3 separate regions of the Mus musculus genome follow, and regions 2 and 3 are each linked to region 1. A link is a contact called in public promoter capture Hi-C data. All regions are on one chromosome and are shown on one strand. The core of a region is the stretch at or near the end of the contact, and the rest is flanking DNA. Distances in the headings are between cores, read along the strand shown. Region 1 holds the start of Hdac8 (histone deacetylase 8). Region 2 has its middle 24 kb from the start of Tsx. Region 3 holds the start of Nhsl2 (NHS-like 2).

Evidence for each region. Promoter capture Hi-C pulls out the DNA fragments that hold promoters and counts their contacts.
Region 2: a contact with region 1 is called in a promoter capture Hi-C map of embryonic stem cells, with 5 times the contacts expected there. The contact joins the enhancer-like site here to the promoter of Hdac8 in region 1. A contact is called at or near these places in 5 of 39 promoter capture datasets (the 3T3-L1 cell line, cranial neural crest, embryonic stem cells and 2 more), 14 of 484 Hi-C or Micro-C datasets (CD4 T cells, the G1E-ER4 cell line, the N1E-115 cell line and 10 more) and 2 of 115 datasets of contacts at active chromatin or transcription factors (astrocytes and embryonic forebrain).
Region 3: a promoter capture Hi-C map of second pharyngeal arch cranial neural crest shows a contact between it and region 1, with 2.8 times the contacts expected there. The contact joins the promoter of Nhsl2 here to the promoter of Hdac8 in region 1. A contact is called at or near these places in 3 of 39 promoter capture datasets (frontonasal cranial neural crest, hippocampal neurons and second pharyngeal arch cranial neural crest).

Annotation. Positions count from the first base shown.
Region 1 is chrX:102,503,233-102,506,803 of GRCm38.p6, forward strand. It overlaps Hdac8 (histone deacetylase 8), which reads right to left and starts at 1,926. Exons shown (of 11, transcript NM_027382.4): 1 at 1,722-1,926; 2 at 1,167-1,219. The coding sequence starts at 1,832. Gm32262 (a long non-coding RNA gene) reads left to right here. Exons shown (of 14, transcript XR_003953070.1): 14 at 1,347-2,094.
Region 2 is chrX:103,437,095-103,440,665 of GRCm38.p6, forward strand. It overlaps Tsix. Among named protein-coding and RNA genes, the nearest start is that of Tsx, 24 kb to the left of the region's middle. Within about 2 kb of position 1,852, at least 8 of the 459 cell types and tissues checked have an H3K27ac peak or open chromatin away from gene starts, as enhancers often do. A contact at or near this core is called in embryonic stem cells, where this site is marked.
Region 3 is chrX:101,847,769-101,851,339 of GRCm38.p6, forward strand. Nhsl2 (NHS-like 2) reads left to right here and starts at 1,617. Exons shown (of 8, transcript NM_001163610.1): 1 at 1,617-2,079. The coding sequence starts at 1,800.

The DNA of each region.
Region 1 (3,571 bases), core at 676-3,175:
CTCAGCAGCGAGCTAATGACTTTGCTTTGACATCTTGTTTGCAATAAAATATTTGTAAGTGTTAATTTTGTGTGTGGGAGCCTAGACCTCCTATATGTTAGGCAAGTGTTCTACACATTGAACACTATCTTAAACCCCTTTAAAAATTGTATTTTGAGACAGGGTGTGGCTAAGTTACCCAGCTGGCTTTGAAGTTGTGATGTTCCTGTCTCAGCCTTCCAAAGGCCTAGAATTAACGGCCTGTACCACCAGGCTCAGAAAAGTGTTAAAATACTTTTAAGGAAAGACAAGTAGTTATTTTGATGACCATAGGAATTAAGCATAGGGAGGAAAACATTCCTAGAAGGGTATGGTGCTGCAAACCTGCTGATCCTGCACCTGGGAGGCAAGGCAGGTGGTTCTTGGTAAATTCAAGGCCAGCCTGGTTGATGTTAACAGTTCTTGGCTAGCCAGAACTACACAGTGAGACTCTGTCTCAAAACAACAACACATTCCAAAAGAATGTACACACTAAAAATGACTTAATACTAAGAATAAAATATGAAAACCTATTATATTACTTTCTGTGAAGAAAATGCAGCATTAGGTGATCTAGCCAGTCACGTAGTTGGTCAGTAATGAGAAAACCTGATTTGACATGTGCCAGGTCCATAATACTTTCATTTATGACATTAAATATAGAATTGGCAATCAACAGAAAGCTTGTTTTTGGCTTGTTTTTGAGAAGGATGTAGCTAGCTTTACTTGTGTGGTCAACAGAGACCAGGTTAAAGTTTGGTGGTGATGGGGGTGGGGTAGCAGATCTAAGTCTCAAATTGAACCCACATCCCCAAATCTAGCTTTAGAAAACAAACAAAATCCAGACCAAATATAAAACAAAACATTTTCCAGCTTAACACCTCCTCACATGTCTAGAAGCAAAGTCTCTTTTCTAAGGGATCTTAACCCCTTCGTGTGCCTTTCCCAACTGTTCTCAAGCTTTCCCGGCGGTACAAGCATCTAACAAAGACTATGAACACCCCACTCCCACACAAGCTTTTTTTTTTTTTTTTTTTTGAACGCAGCATTTCTCGCTGGTTAGTCCCACTGGGAGGAGACAAGGTGTTAAGGCTATGAACACGCCTGCCCTCAGAAATGATCATGTTCAGAAAGGTCAACGCACTTACCTCATTTGTTTATGCAGGGCATAGGCTTCGATCAGAGAGTGGACCATACTGGCCTGAAACAGCATCAAAGAAAGGCAGAGCAGTCTCCTTAAGGTTCAATGTACTGAAATGCCATTAACAACAACAGCCTGCGCGGAGAACTAACTACTTTCTCTCTTCTCCCTTCTGTCACTTTAACAGAATACACTTAAGACAAACACAGAGTCTCAAAATCGCCAAGATTCGAAGCTCCCCAGCTTTACTAACGCAAGTGATGGAATACTCTCTCCTAACAGTTTGTGGTCCAGGACCCCCTATTGGTAACTCCGCTCACCTCTGCGCCAATCCTTCCCCTCCCCCGCCCCCCGCCCCCACTCGAGCGTTGGATGCCCCACTGCGCTCTCTGAAGGTAATGAACCACTTCCTTCTGCTCGGCTTGGCGTGCCTGGCACTGCTAGTTACATTTTTGCTGAAGGTATCCTTCAGTCCAGTTTTCTCGTTTCCTAATGTACTCCCTTTCACACCCTCCCACCCCCATCCCCGCAAACCGTGGTCTTTGATCCAGACCTCTCTTACCCGTTTGGGGACCTTCACAAGGGAGTCGCAGATGCTGACATACTCGGGACTGTAAATATAAACCGGGGGTAGTGAATGCCCACTGTTGGCGGGTTCCTCTGGCATCTCCATCTCCCACTTCCAACCGTCCGCGAGCCAAAGTCTGGAGCCAACAGTTTTCAGACTCAGCCTGAGCTCCAGTTCCTGCTCCTCTGTTCAGCCCCAGCGGTGCTCCCTTGTCAACATTCCCTCCTATTTAGATCGCCGGAGACAGTTTCCCTGGTCCCTCGTCCAACTACAGGGATGGATGGGCCCTTCCAGACCAGATGCCTTCTACTGATGACCACAGTTCAAAAAAGGTGCCTGACAGATATAAAAACCAAATAACTGCCAATTGGGATCAATTTTTTCATGGCACAAGTAGCACGGTCAAAAGTAACCAGCCTTGTTGCCCTACGGGGCCATTTGAAATGAGGTCAGACCAGCTCCAAAGCATGCTGGGAGATGTAGTTTTAAAGGAGTATGGTAACAGAAAGAAACACAGCTAAACACTAAAAAAACGTGGTTTCAAGTTTTGGCGCTAAGAGTCTGAACTCTTTTAAGTTTTCAAACTGCAAATATCATTTAAATATTTAAATAGAGGTAAACTATACATTCAATAGCAGGCAAGACCACCACCCAGCTACATTAGCTAATGGTGCTAAGGCTGAGGATTGTTTGAAATGTTTACAGAGTAAATTTCGTGCTGCAACTTTAGTTCGCTACTTTTCATCACTGTCTGAAAGAGATTAACAGCCTCTCCAATAATCCACTCTGACAAACCCGATGTCACCTTCCTAAAACTGAGACAGGGACTGTGGAGCTTTCATGTGATGAAAAGCAAGGGTTCTCTCCCAAGTAGTGGGAAAACACACCTCCCCCATCCCCCAACACACAGCCACTTTTTCTTTCATTTGCTTCTGAAGCTAAACAACGGTTAGGGCAAATGTTTTAGGTTTGGTGTACAGGGTGTTAGTGTGTCCCCAGGCAGTGTTATTTCCACCAGAAGTTTGGGGGTTCTGGATGCCTACAAGATCTGAGCCTAGCTGGTCAATTCCCAGACTCCCAGCACTCAGACCATCCTCAACTGACACACTGAGGCCTCCGAGACAGGCCCAGATTTGTACTTTCTTTAAAAGACAAGCTTGCTTTAAACTTTTGTTTCGTGATAAGCACTTTGGATATTATCTTAATCCTTTCAACAGTTCTATGACGCAAGCTGTAACATGTCCACTTTGCAGATGTACTTTGGAGGGTAAAAACTATTCTCGGTCACACACTGAGGTAGGAAAACAATCCAAAATTAGCTCTACCTAACACCCAAAACCTAAATACTCCTTTTACTATGTGAATTTGATGCTTCCAGGTTGACTTTCTGCTATACCTGTGGTCAATATTCGATTTAGTATCCCAATACTTAATATTCTTGCAATCTTGAGGTATGTACGTGTGTGTGTGTGTGTGTGTGTGTGTGTGTGTGTGTGTGAGAGAGAGAGAGAGAGAGAGAGAGATATGCATTTGTTCTCCAATTAGAATGGAACAAGTTATGCTTCATTTGTATTTGTCTATAGAACTAGTTCAAAGCACTGTAATCATTCAGTTACCCAAGCACTTCTATGAACTGAGTGCACTATTAAGCACTTCTATGAACTAAGTGTACACTTTAGCTTTGGATTCAAAGATACACTGCACTCTCAGGGAATCTGCATTATAATAGATAAGATAAGGCTACTTCATTTGAAACCATATTAATAACAGAGCCAGATAATGAATGGAGGGCACTTAGCTTACTTAATAGGCATAAAGTACTTAACAATAAATGGTTAAGTAGG
Region 2 (3,571 bases), core at 602-3,101, 930 kb after region 1:
TTGTATTGTGGTGATATCGTGTTCATTGATTTTTGTATGTTGAATCATTCTTGCATTCCATGAGTAAATCCCACCTGGATATTTTAATTCCATCAAACTCGGGTTATGGATATTGTAATGATGATGATCATCAGGGATGTGGGCTATAAATTTTTAACTTTCTTTTGTGTCTCTTTCTGGCTTTGATATCAGGATCACTCTGGCATCATGAATTGAGTTAGATAGCATCCCTTCTGCTTCGGCTCTTGAGAGATTTTAAGCATTGACTGATTGTAAGGTCTCCTTTTGCAAACGTGATTTGAGTTTGTTATTGGTGTAGCTTAGTTTCATCAGCTTCTTAAAAAAAATTTTTTTTCAAGAAAAACAGCATTTTAAAATTTTGTATTTACGCTCGAGCCTTTGTCATTTCTGTTTTCTGCCAAGGTTTTCCTGCAGGTGGTGGTGACTCAGAGATTCCTTCCTTAGGAATGCGCATCTGTAACTCCCCCCACCCCCCAATACACACACCTTTGTGCGGCTTTAGCTTCATTCATTCCATTAGGTTTTAGGTATTATCTTGTATCTTTATCCCATTTCCAGTTGTCTCCTGATACATTCTGCTTGTCTGGCATTGTTTGTCTCTTTATTGGTAGAGGGAGATTCTCCCCACGCATTCCAGGCAGCCTTTGAGCTTCTGATCCTCCTCAGCCTTCCAGATTTGGGGGATTGCAGAGATGCACCGCCAATGACAAGCAAAATCCCTAACTAAATCCCTTCCCCTCACACCCCATTTGTTCTTCTGGAGTGTGCTCTGAAGTGTTAGCTTCCAAATCTTTATGAATGCTCACTTCTTAATGCTATTGATTTTGAGCATCGGTTGTGTTGATGGTGTTGGTCTCCTATTCATGCATGTTGTCTCCGATCAATGACTTCTCTGCCCGTGAAACGAGACTATTCAAGTCCGATTGCATTAAAGGTAGGCTTATTGGGGAACTGCTCTCGGGGAGTTCACTGGCTTCAAGGATTGAGGAGTTGCCATGGGGAGAGGGGAGAGGAGAAAAGGGAAGAAGGGGTGCGCTCGTGCAGAGAGGAGAAGGGTGGGGCGCAAAATGTCTAGATAACATTGGAAAGAACGTCTTGTGGAAGGGCAGCTAAGCCCCTGAACTGGAAAGTTCAAGGTTGGGAACAAGGTATATCAGGCAGGGACTGAACGCTGCTAGTAGAACCTGGAAGCCAGGTCTGCATTGATATGTAAAATAAGCACTTCTGTCCCTTGTCCGGGGGTCAAAACCAGTCTACCGTTTTGTTTTGTTTTAGCACTTTTACCATGTTAATCATAATTAGATGTACCATCTAATCCTTGCAGATGTCTACCACGCCTGAATTTGGTTCTGATCTGTATTTTCTAGCTGAGATTTTTTTGTTTTAGTAAGCTTTACATACAGTGTTTGATGTGGTTGAAAATGAGGGCTATACCATGTGTCCACTGTTTGATACAGCCAGAGGGATCCCAGGTTGGAGAATGTTCCAAGTGTCTTTATTTTTCCTAATTTGTTGCTTTGGTTGCTCTAGAGACTTCTTGAATTAGTTCTGAGTTGTATGACACGTTATTGTATTTCTCTGATATTACAGGAGGCCTTGATGGTGGCAGGGTGTTCATTAGCTGTATCTATGCCACTCAACTGTGGTCATCACAGCGATTCTTCTTGGGTCTTGTACAGTTTTCCTTCCCGTCGGTTAAGCAGAAGCGTGGTGGGCTAGAATTGGGCTTTTTTTTCCCTCCCTTCAGGTCGGTTTGAGTCTTATGAAAGCTAAGGTGGGGCAATGTTCGAGCTCAGGAGTTGCATGTCAGCCTGGGGATTAAGGGACTCAGTTACTTGAATTTCTAATGAGTCACGTTTGTCTGAGGCTGAAGCTAGGAGAGCAGACTGCTATGGGGGTGTTTCAGAATGCTTCCTTTTCTCTTTCTGTTCCAATCCCTATGGAGATCATTTTCACTAAAAAACATGCTCTAGGGCTCCTATGAAGAAAAGTCACAAAAGTGTATTGCTCGCTGGATATAGCCTGGATTATCTTATTATTAAATTTATTCAAACAAACCTTCCAAGAAAGCGTCAGTTTGTTTTCCTGTGTTCACACTGTCTGTGGACAGGAGCTGTTTTCTCACTCATCAGCAAGTCGCTGCTCTCTCTAAGAGACTTTGTAATTTGGGGAATGTTATTTCCCTGATAGAGTCGAAGAAATTGTTCATTTTATTCAATTTTTTTTGTGATGCTAAAAATGATGGCTTTGGCCTGGTGTGGTGGTTTTTTTAATGGTGTTTTTGTTTTTTAATAACACACTGGGTCCCGTTTGTGCCAACCAACCATATATGCATGGAGATGGGGTCATCCATTGCAGGTTGATGGATCTATCAGAGGGCCACACCATTAACTCCCAATGGCTCCTCAGCGGTAGATCGAGTACCTCCCCTAGTATTGGAATCACAGCTGCTGTGAGCTCCTGAGCACCGGTCCTGTCACTGCTGCTTAACCCCCAGCCCAGATGGCCCCTGTCTTAAGTGATTTTCTCTGAGGTTTGCATGTAACTGTGTGATATAGATGCTCCATTTAGAACTGAGCACCCTTCACACTCTACAGATACTATTCTCTCCATTTTGACCACATCAAAGCCCTGGTCACTACACAAAGAAGTGTCTCTGGGGAGGTCTGAGAGCTACCCTAATCCATGGGTCTAGAAGTATTCATTTAAAAGATCATTTATTTGTTCGTTTCTTTATTTACTTAATGTATATGTGTTCTCTGTCTTCATGGACAATGAAAGAGGAAATTAGATCCCATTGTAGATGGTTGTGGGCCACCATGTGCTTTGAGCCACCATGTGGTTGCTAGGAATTGCATTCAGGTGCTCTGGAAGAGCAAGCAGCCAGTGCTCTCAACCACTGAGCCAGCCTCTCCCGTTGGAGGTCTGTATTTAGAGAGGAGTTAGACGATGTGTCTGATAAGCAAAATAATAATGGATGGTCCACCACTATCACCCCAAGGGTCTTTGAGTGTCCAAGTTGTGGGTTCTTGGTCAGATTTACAGCACCCATTTTTTTTAACTGTCTTTTTAATGTTTCTTTTATGTCAGTATTTACAAGTATAAATTTCCTATTACAACTATTACTCCATGCTACAACTTCTGGTCTGCTGCTACTTTGAGATGCTTTTATCCATCTTCATATTTTATAATTTCCCTTCTTTCATTCTTTGGATGTTTAGGCAAATTGTATTTCGATGCATTTGTGAATTTTCCCTATATCTTTTTGCTTTTATTTCTAGTATAATTCTATGTGGTTAAGTTCTTTTTTTATTTTTAAATTTGTTTTTGAGAATTTATGAGAGCTATATTCATATTGTTTTCCCTAGAGGTATGTGTATAAAGATCATTTATTTACTTGTTTATTTACTCAATCTATATGTGTTCTCTGTCTTCATGGACAATGAAAGAGAGAATCAGATGCCATTATAGAGGGTTGCGGGCTACCATGTGCTATGAGCTAGCATATGGTTGCTGTATACATGTATATATGTATACATGTGTGTGATGT
Region 3 (3,571 bases), core at 367-2,866, 660 kb before region 1:
TAATTAGAACTCAGTGTTTCTAGTAACTATGTTTTTATTTACTAAATAAGAAATGAGTATAGATGAAGGCAACCAGATTGCAGTACATTGCTTTTTTTAAATTTTCAATCGACAAATAATAATTACATATGTGTAGGGCACGGTATTATGTTTTGATATTTGCATTGAAGAATTAATAAATAAAGCCAATGAATATAGCCATCATGTCACATACTAATTTTGTGTAGCAAAACATTTAAAACCAGAGATTCTCTTTAAATTTACTTTATTATTTTAAGTGTATAAGCATTTGCCTGCATGTAGGTCTGGTGCCCTCAGAGCTGAGAAGAGGGTGTTGGATCCCCTGGAACTGGAGTTACCGAGAGCTGTGAGCTGCCAGGTGGGTGCTGGAAATTGAACCCAAGTCCTCTGGAAGAGCAGCCAGCGTTGCTGTTAATGATTGTACCATCTCTCCAGCCTGCATAGAGCTTTCTTGAACTGTCTAAGGAACAATTAACTTTTCTGAAGCAAAGAATGGAAACAGTCCACATTGTGTTAGTGTGGGCACAAGTGTTTTGTTTAAAAATATTTTGCTAATAGATTCTGTGGGCTTATACTCAACAGAGCATATGTAGGATGAAAAGGAGCACAGCCCAAATGAAAGCAGAGCAGTGGAGAAACCATTGAAAGTTCAGTGTGAGCAGCTTTGGGTGGAAATGTCCCAAGTGCATGCAGACATAGAATACACTAAAGGTACTCTACTTGTCTGAGCACATTTTACCTTCTACAGTTGAGAGAAATCGGGGCTGTCTGCACTGAAAGCACATCTCAGCTCCTGAAACCCCTCTTCTGGGATACTACAGGAGCTCATTGTGCCCCCCAAAGGAAACAGATCGGTGTTCCCTTTTGGCACAAAATGCAAACTGGATCCCTCAATCCCAACGAAATAAGTTACTCCACAAAATGGGTTTGTATTTATTCGCTCTTGCCTTTACAGTTCCACAGTGCTAGGGTCACTTCCCTCCTGGACAGTCAAATAAGATACTTGGTTCTCTCTCCTCTGATTCTAAGGTTCTGGCCGCTAGCTTGCTCAATGGAGACTGGTGCGTGGCAAGGAGTATATTTTAGAAGGAAAACTAGATGCATGAAGCCAGACTTCGTGTCTCTGCTGTGACTCGCTCGTATGTACGCCGGTGTGTCTGCATTGTTCAGTATTTACAAAGAAAGTTAAGTTTAAAAAACAAAGCAGAAAACAACCTTAACCCGGGTTAAGGTACTGGGCCTGAAGCTCCTCAGGAGGACCCGGGCACATTTTGCGCACCGACCATCACAAACACACATTCACACAGACTTCCCTCGGTTAACTCTCAGCTTCTTTCTACTCTTCTTTCCTTTTTTTTTTTTTTTCCTTTTCTTCTCTCCCGGATCAAGCGTTAATCTGCGAATTTTTGACCGCAAAAGAAAGAAAGAAAGAAAGAAAGAAAGAAAGAAAGAAAGAAGAAGAAGAAAGGGGATGGTGGGGGTGGGGTGAGGAGGAATCCCGAAGTAGCTGAGTGAGCTGAGCGAGGGAGGAGGAGAAAGCCAGGGAGGAGGAGCCCAGTGGAGCAGAGTCAGAGGGACTGGTGGCTCCTGCGAGTGTGCAGCCCGCGGGGAGCCGGCGCTGCAGGCTGTGAAGCCGCCTGCCCGCACAGCCGCCCGTGCCTCTCGCTCGCCCGCGCCCGCGTCCCGGGCCCTGCTCCACCAGGACCGCCGCTGCCTCTCAGGATTCCCGAGTGCCACAAGGCTAGCGGACCGGGTCGGTCCCCGCGCCCGCGCCCGGGATGCCGTTCTACCGGCGCACTGTGGTGCCCCAGCGTCTGTGCCCGCGCAACCCTCCGCAGCCGCTGGCTGAGCTCCGCGACGTGAGCCACCTGGCCGCGCTCAGTCTGCTCCGCCAGCTCGCAGACCTCTGCGGCCACTCGCTGGCTCTGCTGGAGGACCTCGAGGGGCACCTGCTGGCTCTGGGGCGCCGCACCGACAGCCTGTACCGGCGCACCGTCCGGCTCCGCCGCCGCCTTCCCTGTCGCCTGCTTGGCCCGGAGGATGATGAAGAATTGCTAGGTAAAAGGCGCGAGGCGCCCGCGACCCTCTCCCACCCGCCTCTGGGGATGTCCCGCTGGGTCTGCCCGTGGCCGCCCCTCAAAGATCGAGGGACACGGCCTCCAGGACGCCCTCCCGCCGTCCGATCCTTCCGGGATCCGCTCGCCCGGTCCCGAGTGGCCCTCTGCTTAGGTCTGGGGGCTGCCGCCACCTCTGGAGTGCTTGGTGGAGAGGGAGGGGATCCGTAGGGTCCTGGGCGGCGCAGACCAAAGAGTCCCGGTGGCTCCGGGAACCGAATGGCCGTGCCTGCGTCTCTCCTGATGGGCCACTTTGGAAATCGCGCCCGAGCTGCCCGCCTGCCTCCCGGGCGGCGGGGGCCGCTGCAGCCAGACCCGTGGGACCTCGTGCCGGACTGCGAACGGGCTTCCCGCGCCCAGCCGTCTCCGAGCTCCCTTCCCGCTCGCTTCTCCCCGCACACTCCGCGTTGCCTCGCTGGGAGTGGCCGGCAGGGGGAGGGGAGACTGCCCAGGGCTTAGCGGATTCCATACCCCAAACCCCCGCCCCAGCCGCTAAGGTCCGGCTGCCCAGATTTGCGGGAGAGAACCATTTAAAGAGACTGTCATCGGTTTTCTTAAAAATGTGCTCGCCAGCCATGCCCGAGAAACGCCAGGTCCCGGGAGTTTCCTTACTGAACACTAGGAACCTGTGAGACTGGAGGCGGGCGGGAGCTCAGGCTCTTTACTACTTTGGATCTCAACACTTTGGATAGGGAGGACCTCTTCTGCAAAAAACGCAGCGTTCCCTTAGAATGTGGGACTTCTCTTAAACGGGGTCGGGGCTGAGTATGTTTAAAAATGCTGAGAGTAGAGGAGGAATGGCAGGTAACAGGGCCAATTGCCACCTAGGGAAGGCTAGGAAGGGGTGTCGGGGGAGCAGTGTGCCAGAAAGTTTCAGAAGGAGGTGGAAGATGGCTACTTGCTGACTTTTGAGGGAGGCCTTGGGAGAGAATTGTCTGGGTCAGCCTTTCTTCCTTGCAGACTCCACCCCTAACAAAATGACAGGAGTCAGAGGTTCTGGCGCCCCTCTTCCTTCATAAAGGTCTCTGTCCTTTGAGGTAGATGGCAGAGGTCACTGCTAGAGAAAAATAAACTGAATCCTTTGAGCAAAGGAAGGTGGAAGACACAGATGACTGCCAGATGGAATGTGGCCACGGGACCAGAAGCCTCTGGGAGGTAGGGGACCAGGCAAGCCAAGGCCCAGGGTCTGGCTCCTTCTCAGTTAACAAAGAGGGTAAGAAGGTCATTGTTTTTCTTTCCCTGGGGTCCCACTGATTAACAGGATTAGTCTAGGAGAAACTTGATAAGACTTGGAGAATACTTTTCCAAATCTCTGTACAGCCTGCGGTGTACAGCCTGCGGTGTACAGCCTGCTGAGAGCCACCTACTGAGTTCAGCAGGGTAAGTTGAGGACTAGGAGGAAGCTCTGCTTTTCCAAAGTATAGCTTTCTGTTTGC